Regions from separate parts of the Sus scrofa genome. Here regions 2 and 3 are each linked to region 1. A link is a contact called in public Hi-C data. All regions are on one chromosome and are shown on one strand. The core of a region is the stretch at or near the end of the contact, and the rest is flanking DNA. Distances in the headings are between cores, read along the strand shown.

The links. A called contact is a pair of places that touch in the nucleus more often than the background predicts.
Region 2: a Hi-C map of retroperitoneal adipose tissue shows a contact between it and region 1, with 2.1 times the contacts expected there. The contact joins two enhancer-like sites. A contact is called at or near these places in 9 of 47 Hi-C or Micro-C datasets (alveolar macrophages, embryonic fibroblasts, heart right ventricle and 3 more) and 1 of 2 datasets of contacts at active chromatin or transcription factors (skeletal muscle).
Region 3: a Hi-C map of liver shows a contact between it and region 1, with 4 times the contacts expected there. The contact joins two enhancer-like sites. A contact is called at or near these places in 3 of 47 Hi-C or Micro-C datasets (epiblast stem cells, heart right ventricle and liver).

The regions. Positions count from the first base shown.
Region 1 is chr15:54,610,985-54,614,153 of Sscrofa11.1, reverse strand. All of the region lies in intron 4 of RBPMS (RNA-binding protein with multiple splicing), which reads left to right. Among named protein-coding and RNA genes, the nearest start is that of RBPMS, 110 kb to the left of the region's middle. Within about 2 kb of position 1,458, at least 39 of the 83 cell types and tissues checked have an H3K27ac peak or open chromatin away from gene starts, as enhancers often do. A contact at or near this core is called in embryonic fibroblasts, liver, retroperitoneal adipose tissue and 1 more, where this site is marked.
Region 2 is chr15:54,837,622-54,840,790 of Sscrofa11.1, reverse strand. No RefSeq gene overlaps it. Among named protein-coding and RNA genes, the nearest start is that of DCTN6, 57 kb to the left of the region's middle. Within about 2 kb of position 1,525, at least 30 of the 83 cell types and tissues checked have an H3K27ac peak or open chromatin away from gene starts, as enhancers often do. A contact at or near this core is called in embryonic fibroblasts, liver, retroperitoneal adipose tissue and 1 more, where this site is marked.
Region 3 is chr15:54,807,679-54,810,847 of Sscrofa11.1, reverse strand. LOC110257076 (a long non-coding RNA gene) reads right to left here. Exons shown (of 3, transcript XR_002339293.1): 3 at 1-643. Among named protein-coding and RNA genes, the nearest start is that of RBPMS, 84 kb to the right of the region's middle. Within about 2 kb of position 1,632, at least 50 of the 83 cell types and tissues checked have an H3K27ac peak or open chromatin away from gene starts, as enhancers often do. A contact at or near this core is called in liver, where this site is marked.

The DNA.
Region 1 (3,169 bases), core at 209-2,708:
ATGGAGGTTCCCAGGCTAGGAGTCCAGTCAGAGCTACAGCTGCAGGCCTACACCACAGCCACAGCAATGCCAGATCCAAGCCACATCTGTGACCTACACCACAGCTCACAGCAACATTGGATCCTTAACCCACTAAGCAAGGCCAGGGATTGAACCCACAACCTCATGGTTCCTAGTTGTATTTGTTTCTGCTGTGCCACACCGGAACTCCTAAGTTGTCTTAAACATTAATTCTCTTGGTTCTGGGGGCCAGTAAGTCCAAGGTGAAGTTTCCAGCAGACCTTCTTTCTGGCTTGGAGACCACCACCCTCTGACTGTGTTCTCTTGTGGCCTGGGCTTGACTTGTGCCCTGAGGACAGAGATCCCTACTGCCTCTTCCTCTTCTCTCAGGGGCACTAATCCCTTCCTAGGGGGCCCACCTCCAAATAGCATTATGTCTGGGGTTAGGGCTTCAATGTGTGGATTTGGGGAAAACACGAACATTCAGTCCAAAACACATCAATATATGGATCTGCCCTGGTGTGCTTTTTAAGTGTAGTAGACTCAAGGCTTTCTGTCTCCTAGTATTCACCCTAGGTAGGGAGGTTGGCCTTTGCAGATCACAGTGAACTTCTGTTGGTTTGGTCACAGAGTTTGAGGCCATCTATTCCTATAGCCAGTCAGATTGGTCTGCTTCTGAATAACTTACTGTTCTCAAACCAACAACCAGAAACTCCTTTCTGGACACCAAGGAAGTAACCTGCTGTCCACCTGAACCTAACACGACATTGTAAATCACCTTCACTTCAGTTAATAAAACATTTAAAGGAAGGAAATAAAACCATTTCCAGTTGGAAAAGTTGCAGTTCGTCATTCATAAGAACGGTTTTGGTGGGTTTGTAGGCAAGCAAGGAAAAAGTTGATTTTGAAAGGTACAGATTCCCCCTCTGACACGGTAGTAATCTTAGCCTGACAGCGTTTAATAATCTTGTTAGACTTTAATTAAAAGCACAAGAGTTGGGGGAGGAGGTTTGTTTTTTCATGTCTCCTCCTTATCTGTCTTTCCCTTTTTCATCTTTCTCCTCACTTTTCTTCCTCTTTACTTCCATGTTTTCCCTACCCCTGCCCCCCTCTGCCTCCTCTTCATCATCCTTCAACATTGAAAATGTTTTTGGCTTGGCTAATCCCTCTGGATAGAAACCAAGCTGAGCAGGATATTGATTACCAAATATGGTGTTGCTGCTAAAGATGTTAGAGGAATGTGCCTTGTATTCTAAGCCTCCAGCCTCTGAATAAGCTGCCAAACAAATTAGGTCATTTTAACTCTTTTTTTTTTTTTTTTTAATAAGGAGCTGGAACTTTGATTTGGAACACGATGATGATGTTATTTTAGCTCAAACGGGGAGGAGGGGTACTGGGTAGTGGGAGCGACTCAGTTAAGCATGTTTTAGGACCTGAGTCATGAGGCCAGGTTGTGTAAGCTGCAAGCACGTGGCGTGGAGCCTGGGTCAACCCTGGCGAGTCAGTGAAAGAGCTGAGGCATGGAATTCAGATGTGCAGCCTCCTGCTCTGATTAGAAACTCCAGAGGTCCACCGTTACCCATGGCGCTAACGTTGATGTGAGCTCAGGGTTGGGAAGTCCCAGGAAGGATGATGGCATTAAGTGCCAGGGAGGACACCCCGAAATCCATCGCAGGTCATTGCTGTGTAGTTGGATGTGACAGAAATAGGCATGTCCCTCCACAGGGTACCTTTAAATGACGCCCGGGGAGTTCACTTGTCTCCCAACAAAGACGACAGCTCTTCAGATCCATATTTGGAAATATGTACTGTGTTGTGATATTAGCTTTGATAGAGTGAAAGGCTCTTAGTGGAAGTGGATGGATGCAAACATTGCCTCAGTAGGCTGCTCGCTCTTGTCCCCTGATACACATTTTCAGCGAGATGAGACTGAGGTTTCCCAAATTAAAAGAAAACTGGCTCTAGGGAGAGACCATGATGGAAGATAATATAACAAAGGGAATGTATATGTATGGATGACTTGGTCACTTTGCTCTACAGCAGAAATTGGCACAACATTATGAATCAACTAGACTCTAAAAAAGTTTAAAAAGCAAAAAACAAAAAAACAGACCAGTTAAAGAATTTCTGGACTGCCTCTTGTGGAGCAGCAGAAATGAATCTAGCTATTATCCATGAGGACTCGGGTTTGAACCCTTGCCTAACTCAGTGGATTAAGGATCCGGTGTTGCCATGAGTTGATGTGTAGGTCACAGACATGGCTTGGATCCTGCATTGCTGTGGCTGTGGTGTAGGCCAGCAGCTGCAGCTTCAATTTGACCCCTAGCCTGGGAACTTCTATATCTTGTGGGTGTCATGCTGAAAAGCAGGGGAAAAAAAGAAAGAATTTCTTCTTAGATGTCATACAGCTGGCACCCTCTTTTCAGTTTTTTGTCATTGGTTAGGCCTGCACAGAGGGTTCTTCTTCTTGTCCAACCTCACCTGTTTTGCTGCCTTCAATTGGTTTGTTCTTAGAAAGTGGAGAGATCTGGTTCACAAAGAAATTCCACCCACATCAGAACATCTGTGGGTCCCATGGCTCTCGTGCCCACTGAGGGGCCTCTCCTCCCTCTCCCCCCATCCCTTACTTCTCTTGCCATTAGCATCAAGTCACAGGCTCTTCCTCCCATCTTTGGAGCTGAGTTGTTCATCTAGGTCTACAGAGTAAGAGAGTCTTATTCATTTCTTGTGGAAATTGCTCTTTTTCTCCAAGATAAAAAAGAAAAAGAGAAAGAGAAAAGAAAGAAACAAACAGGCTTTAGGGCCCCTTATGGGCATGGGCTTGGACTGAGTACCTTTCAGAAATGTGTCTTCTTCCTTCCTCCACTCCCCCTCACTCCCTTTGCCAAATGCAATACGCATTCATTTCATGGAACTTGGAAAAGAGAGTTCCTGTTGTGTTTCAGCGGTGATGAACCAACTAGTAACCACGAGGACAAGAGTTCAATCCCTGGCCTCACTCAGTGGGTTAAGGATCCGGTGTTGCCTCGAGCTGTGGTGTAGGTTGCAGACACGGCTTGGATCCCTTGTTGCTGTGGCTGTGGTGTAGGCCAGTATCTGTAGCTCCAATTCAACCCCTAGCCTGGGAACTTCCATATGCTGTGGGTGCAGCCCTAAAAAAGCAAAATAC
Region 2 (3,169 bases), core at 276-2,775, 230 kb before region 1:
AATTGGTCTATTCTCACTATCAGTCCTTCTGATGAAAATCTAAGTATTTATCCTCAGTTATGCCACAATCTTCTGCATCAGGGCATCGCCAACACAATGAGAAGCCTCTCACTGCAGCAGGGAGGGAGGTGAGGAACGTGGTTTGGCATGGGGGCTGAAGGTCTGGCCAATCTTGTGAACGAGCATCAGATCCCAGTAAACCTGGCCCACCTGCCTGCCCAGGAATGGTTTGGGCTGATGCAAAAAGGAGCCAGACATTGACTTTGAAAACTTCATTCTAGCCCTACTGTGCAAGTCTGAAACCCTGGCCTCATGCAGGGATGACTCCCACTCCCTTTTCTAACAGCTGGAAGGAAGGAATCAGAAAAGCACCTTTCCAGTGCACAGAGATGCGTGGCCATCAAAATAAATTTCAACACATTGGCAGAAAATGCTGGCCTTTTCCTGCTGCAAACTGCCTGCTCTTTGTAACTTAATTCACTATAGGATCCATCCCCCCCCCAAAAAAAAAACCCCTCTTCATGTGCATGCAGGGAAGGCCACCCTTTGGCTTCCCATAGTGCTGAGTGCTTTTATCTTAGACACTCACACAACTGGGCTTCCTGATGGCGTTGCGTGGAAGAGGCCCTCTGGGGCAGAGTTAGACAGGGTGGGGATGGGGTGGTTACTAGTTCATCAAGTCTTTTTAAAATCATCTCAAAAGATAGTTCTTTTGTCATTTGCAGGAGCCGACAAATTTTGAGGCCATCTATGGTGGCTTACAAAAACATAAAAATGAAAAAAAACCAAAGATTTTTAAAACTCAGGTATATTATTGGCACAGAGAAAAGCACAGGCATATATAATTGCTAAAAGAGAGCCAGAAAATTTCTCTAAGTCTCCTTCCTGGAAGCCAGAGGGCAAAGGATCATTACAGGAGCTGCACAGCGTCTGTAGGTGCACTTGGGCTGCTTTGTAGGAATAGGACATGTCTCTTACAACTGAGAACTGAGAAAAATCTTCCCAGTGGGTCCAGCCAAAGAACTCAGGTGCATTGTCTCATCTGAGAAAACAACCAATCTCTCATGACAAAAGATTCATGATATCTAGTGTGGGGTTTTGTTTTGGTTGTGGTTTCTTTCTTTCTTTCTTTCAAATCAGAATCACAGGTTGGCTCAAATAACTTACTCCTTTGGTAGAAATGAGAAAAGCATATGTTGATGCAAATGTGCAAGAAAGAATCACAGGAATAGGGAAAGGGTGCAAGAGGCATTTTATAGCTTGTTGGGAGCAAAGGACAGAAACGTATCTGTAAAAAAAAATCCAAACCTAAAATTCCCACATCAGGAACTATGTGTAAAGTTTGCTGCATCCTCCCTACAGCCCCCACCTCCCTGACTGGCCTGGAGTACTTCCAGCTTGTTGTTATTTATTAAATGGTCATCAGCCCTCCTTTTTGTAACTGGTATTCAATAACTGCCTCATCCCCTCCCTGGAGTTAGCCTGAGTCAGGCTGCAGTGTTCCAAATTGCCAGCAGGTGTCAACAGCTAACATGATTCAGAGAAGCCAGAAAAATGCAAAGTTCTTTTTCTCCACTTGAAAACTTTCCACAGAACCTAATGTGGGCAAAGTCCAAATTCCTAGCCAGGACGTCCCAGACCCGTCGGATTTAATCCAATCATTTTTTACAGCCTTGGTTCTTAGGTTCTTAACAATTCAGGCGCCCATTCAATCAATCAGCAAAGACTTATGGAACATTTGTTTTATCAGGTGCTTTGCTGGGGGGCTGGAGATAAAAAAAAGATGACAGAGATTTCATCTCTGCTCTGGAGAAGCTCACTGCCTACTTAGGAAAGCAGTTTGGGGCTAAGCTGCTATGGTAAAGAGACGTTGATCTCCATGTGCGCAAACACACACACACACACACACACACACACACACCACACACACACACACACACCACACACACACACACACACACAGGCTTAAAGAAGGTTCAGTTTATTTCTCACACCAAAACCAGAGTGGTCCAGACTAGAGGGTCATGTGGGGATCTGGCTTCTTCCCATCTTGTTGTGCGTCATCATCCGTAGGATGTTGTCCTTAGTTGCATGGTTAAGGCAGGGTCATGACCGTATCCAAGCTTCAGCCTGGGAAAGGGGAAGGAAAAAGGAGGACAGGCAATTTCCTTTTAAGCAGGAAACACTGACGGTATACCTACCTTTTTATACACTTTGCAGGATAGGGACCCCATCATGTGGCCATATCTAGCTGCAAGGAAGACTGGGAAATGTAGTCCTTATTGTTGGCAGTGGCATGCCCAGCTAGCAATAAGTTGGTCAGAGAGCATCTCTGTTTTTCATACAATCTAACTTTACTTTTTTTTGGAGGGGTTTTTAAGGCCACACCTGCAGCATATGGTGGTTCCCAAGCTAGGGGTCTAATCAGAGCTACAGCTGCTGGCCTGCCACCACAGCTGTAGCAACACCAGATTTGAGGCGCGTCTGTGACCTACACCACAGCTCACAGCAACACTGGATCCTTAACCCACTGAGTGAGGCCAGGGATCAAACCTGCCACCTTGTGGTTCCTAGTCGGATTTGTTAACCACTGAGCCACAACGGGAACTCTGAGTTATATTCTTAAGGCATGAATATAAGTTGCTCAGGTGGGAAAGGAGGAAGAACATTCTAGAATGTGAAGAGCATCTGTAGAGGTCTGTAGTCATGGTGAGGCCAGCTATGTTGGTACATTTGTTATGGGGTACATGTATTGGCAGGGGGAGGAAGACAGGAGAGAAACTGGAAAAAAGGAGTAGAATCATATTGTGCTAAGTTTCCTACTCCAAACCAAGGCACTTGGATTTTACCCGACTGAGCAGATGCTTTGGGGGTAATTCCCAAGTCTAGGGGCCAAACCAGGTCCCCAAATTCCTGTCACTCTATGTGGGTGGGCTCCAGGCATCCCAGTGTATTGCGCTTGACACCACTGAGACAGTGAGCAGAAATAATGTGGCAAGGGGTGTGTGTGTGTGGTTTTGTTCTTGTTGGATATGACTTGTGTATGTTATGGAAACAAAAGGAAGGATGCAGAAGCCAGAGGTTGAGAACATCAGAGAGAAGGGATGATGGACAGTTTTATATTCCTCCGAAGGGCTCTTGGCCAATTCAATGTGGAAAGGAAGCACCT
Region 3 (3,169 bases), core at 383-2,882, 200 kb before region 1:
CAGCTGAGCCAACTGGGGGAAGAAACCTGAAATTGGAGGCATTTCTCTTTTATTCCTTCCCATTTCTTTCCTTTTAAAATTTTTTGAATTTTATTTGAATGAAAAATAGCAATTAAATTACTGAAAAACTGAATAAACTGAATACTGCTAGAACTGGAAAGAAAACCAAGAATCCCTGCTGTACTCCTCTACACTTCTGATGCCTCTTCTTTCAGGTTGTTTTCTTTCTGGTATTTTCTCCGTATTTTTAAAATACAAGCTTACCCAGGTTTTTCTCGATTTTTTTTGGTTTTTAAATATTGCCTATTGCCTTTCTGTGGAAAAGCACGATCTAGGACTCTTCATCAGCCACTGCCTCCCACACACTCCTCCCTCTCACAAAATTTGGTTAAATCCATATTTAGGGTTTCCTTTCTGGTGACCTTCATTTTCTTCACAGCTGAGGCAAAGTCATGTAGTCTCTCCCGGGAGTTCTCTTCCATTGACTTGAAACTTGTGGATTTATTTCCCCCCCACCGCCCCCCGCTGCATTTTAGTGGACGTGGGAGAGTCATCCGTCTTCCTGTTTTCACCAGAAGTCTTTCTCAGCCGCCAGGCCACCTTCTCTCCTCCAAAGCCTCCACTTGCGCCCATTCTTCTGAGTCTGTGAGCCGATAAAAGAAAAGCTTAAGTCATTTGCCTTTCCGAGGGTACTTGCATCATTTTATGAGGAAACACTGGATGATAAAAAATGTTCAGGCTCCCAGAGGGAAGTTGGTAAAGCAGAATTTCAGGCTGCCAGAATTTCAGGCCGCAGCAATAGGGATCTGGGCTTATGAATGGCACCTCTTATAGACTGAACTCTTCTGCCCAAGTGCGAGGCCAGCAGGGACCCTCAAGCCACGAAGAGGGGGAGCTGGGTTTGCAGATCAAAATCGGTTCACCTGCCCAGGCCAGGCCCCAAACCACCAGTGTCCTTGGAGCTTGGGCTTTATGCTTCCCCCCTCGCCCACTCCTCGGCTGCATTTTAGTGGAAGTGGAGTCAGCCGGCGGCGGCGGGAAGGACTAGGAGGGAAGGGGGAAGAAGGAGGCAAAGAATCCCTGTCTCCGCTGGGAGAAGGCTAGTTGGCTGGAACTGGCTAGTCCCTTCCGCGATTGGCTAAATATAACTGTTCAGCAATCCGCAGCCCCGGGGAGTCACGCTCTTCAGGGGAGCTAGGCCGGGAAAGAAGTGGGTGTTGGCAGCTCCAGGTCAAAGGTGTGCTGGAGGAAGCACCGCTGGCACCTTCTGTTCCCGCGAGTCAGTCCCCCAGCGCAGAGTCGTCCTTGTTTTCCTGCTTCACACTGAGGGATCTGAGCGGTCACCCGCCCTTACCCAGCGCCGCCCGATAAAGATCCGGCTGTCCTTGCGTAACTCTGATTGGGGGCCCGCATTCCGCTCGGGTCTTTATCTGAGGAACATTCCTGACTAAAACGGGACAGATCCCAGAGGAGTGCTGATGGACAGGGCCTCCTCTGACGACCCACAGGGCTGGCTCGGGGCTTAGGGCCCTACCGGGCGGAGGAGCACCCTGAGGAAGGGCCCCGTGCCTCAAAGGGCCTTGGGGAGGGCCTGGCTGGGGCAGCACCGCGGCTGGCACCTTCCGCTGTCCCCTTGCCCTGTTTGTTTGCACAGCCAGAGGTCTGTGTCGCTTGTGCAATGTTCAGTGAAGGAGCTGATCATGGACTCTGTCAACTGGAAACTCAGGTTCTCTGTTAAAAAATACAAGCAGGAAGAAAATCTCCTGTGGATAGGGCAGAGGGAAAGGAAGAGTGGGATTCAGGGACTGGTGACACGTCACAGCAAAGAAAAATCCTTCGTGATCTTCCGAGAGAGAGGTTTTTGTAACCTCAGAGGAGGTCTTAATAAAACATTATTTCCTTTTATGGAGGCACGTCGGTTCTGTTTATGAGAGAAAGCAGAACTTTTTCCTTACCATGTGTGTTATAGAGAGGACTGTTTACACACACACACACACACACACACACACACACACACGTGCTCTAGGCACTTTGCAAGCAAAACCTCTAGGAGGCTGAGGTAGGCAATGGTGCTTTTTCTCTAGCCATTGTTTGCTTCCCTAAAGATCTTCTTTTTTTTTTTTTTTCCTGTCTTTTTTAGGGCCTCACCAGAGGCATATGGAGGTTCCCAGGCTAGGGGTCTAATCAGAGCTGTAGCCACCGGCCTATGCCAGAGCCACAGCAACTTCAGATCCCAGCAGTGTCTGCACCTACACCACAGCTCTCCGAGAGGCCTGATCCTTAACCCACTGAGCAAGGCCAGGGATCAAACCCTCAACCTCATGGTTCCTAGTCGGATTGGTTAACCACTGAGTCAGGACAGGAGCTCCACCCTAAAGTATTTCCACTGCTATGCTGGAGCTTCAGGTAGTGAGGCACTCCTGAGTGTTCAAAACAGTCTGTCCCTCTCTTTTTCCATATTAATGGTCTTCCAGGGGAGGGGCTCTGAAAGGTATTTGAGTACCAGGGGGCAGCCTGCCTGGAGGTTTCTTCTTTGGCTGTCACCTGTTATTCACTCCTCGGAACCAGCAGGAGGGTGGAGAGCTCTCCCCACCTTTGTGGGAAGGTGGTGCTGATTAATAAATGGAGTCTGGGGAGTTCCCATTGTGGTTCAGTGGGTTAACATAGGTTTATTATTATTAAAACATATAGGGAGTTCCCGTCATGGCTCAGCGGTAACAAACCCAACCAGTATCCATCAGGATTCAGGGTTGATCTGTGGCCTTGCTCAGTGGGTGAAAGATCTGGTATTGCTGTGGCTATGGCTTAGGTGGCAGCTGCAGCTCGAATTTAACCCCTAGCCTGGGAACTTCCATGTGCCGCAGGTGCGGCCCTAAAAAAAAAATTTAATAAATCGCAGGTGCGGCCCTAAAAAAAAATTAATAAATGGAGTCTGTAGAGTTCCTCAGCTTTGAACTCCAAAGTGCACTTGAACGTCTTGTTAAAAATGTAGAGGCTTATTCTGGTGGCCCTGGTGGGGCCTGAGACTCGGCATGCCTAACAGGGAATGAGAGAATCCTGGTACTCTGGTTCAGACAACACTTTGAGTAGCAAGACCTTGGGGGACCTTGTTATAGATACCCAGAACAACCCAGGGCAGGCCTGAAGGCTTTGCTCCCTGCCCCCCTAG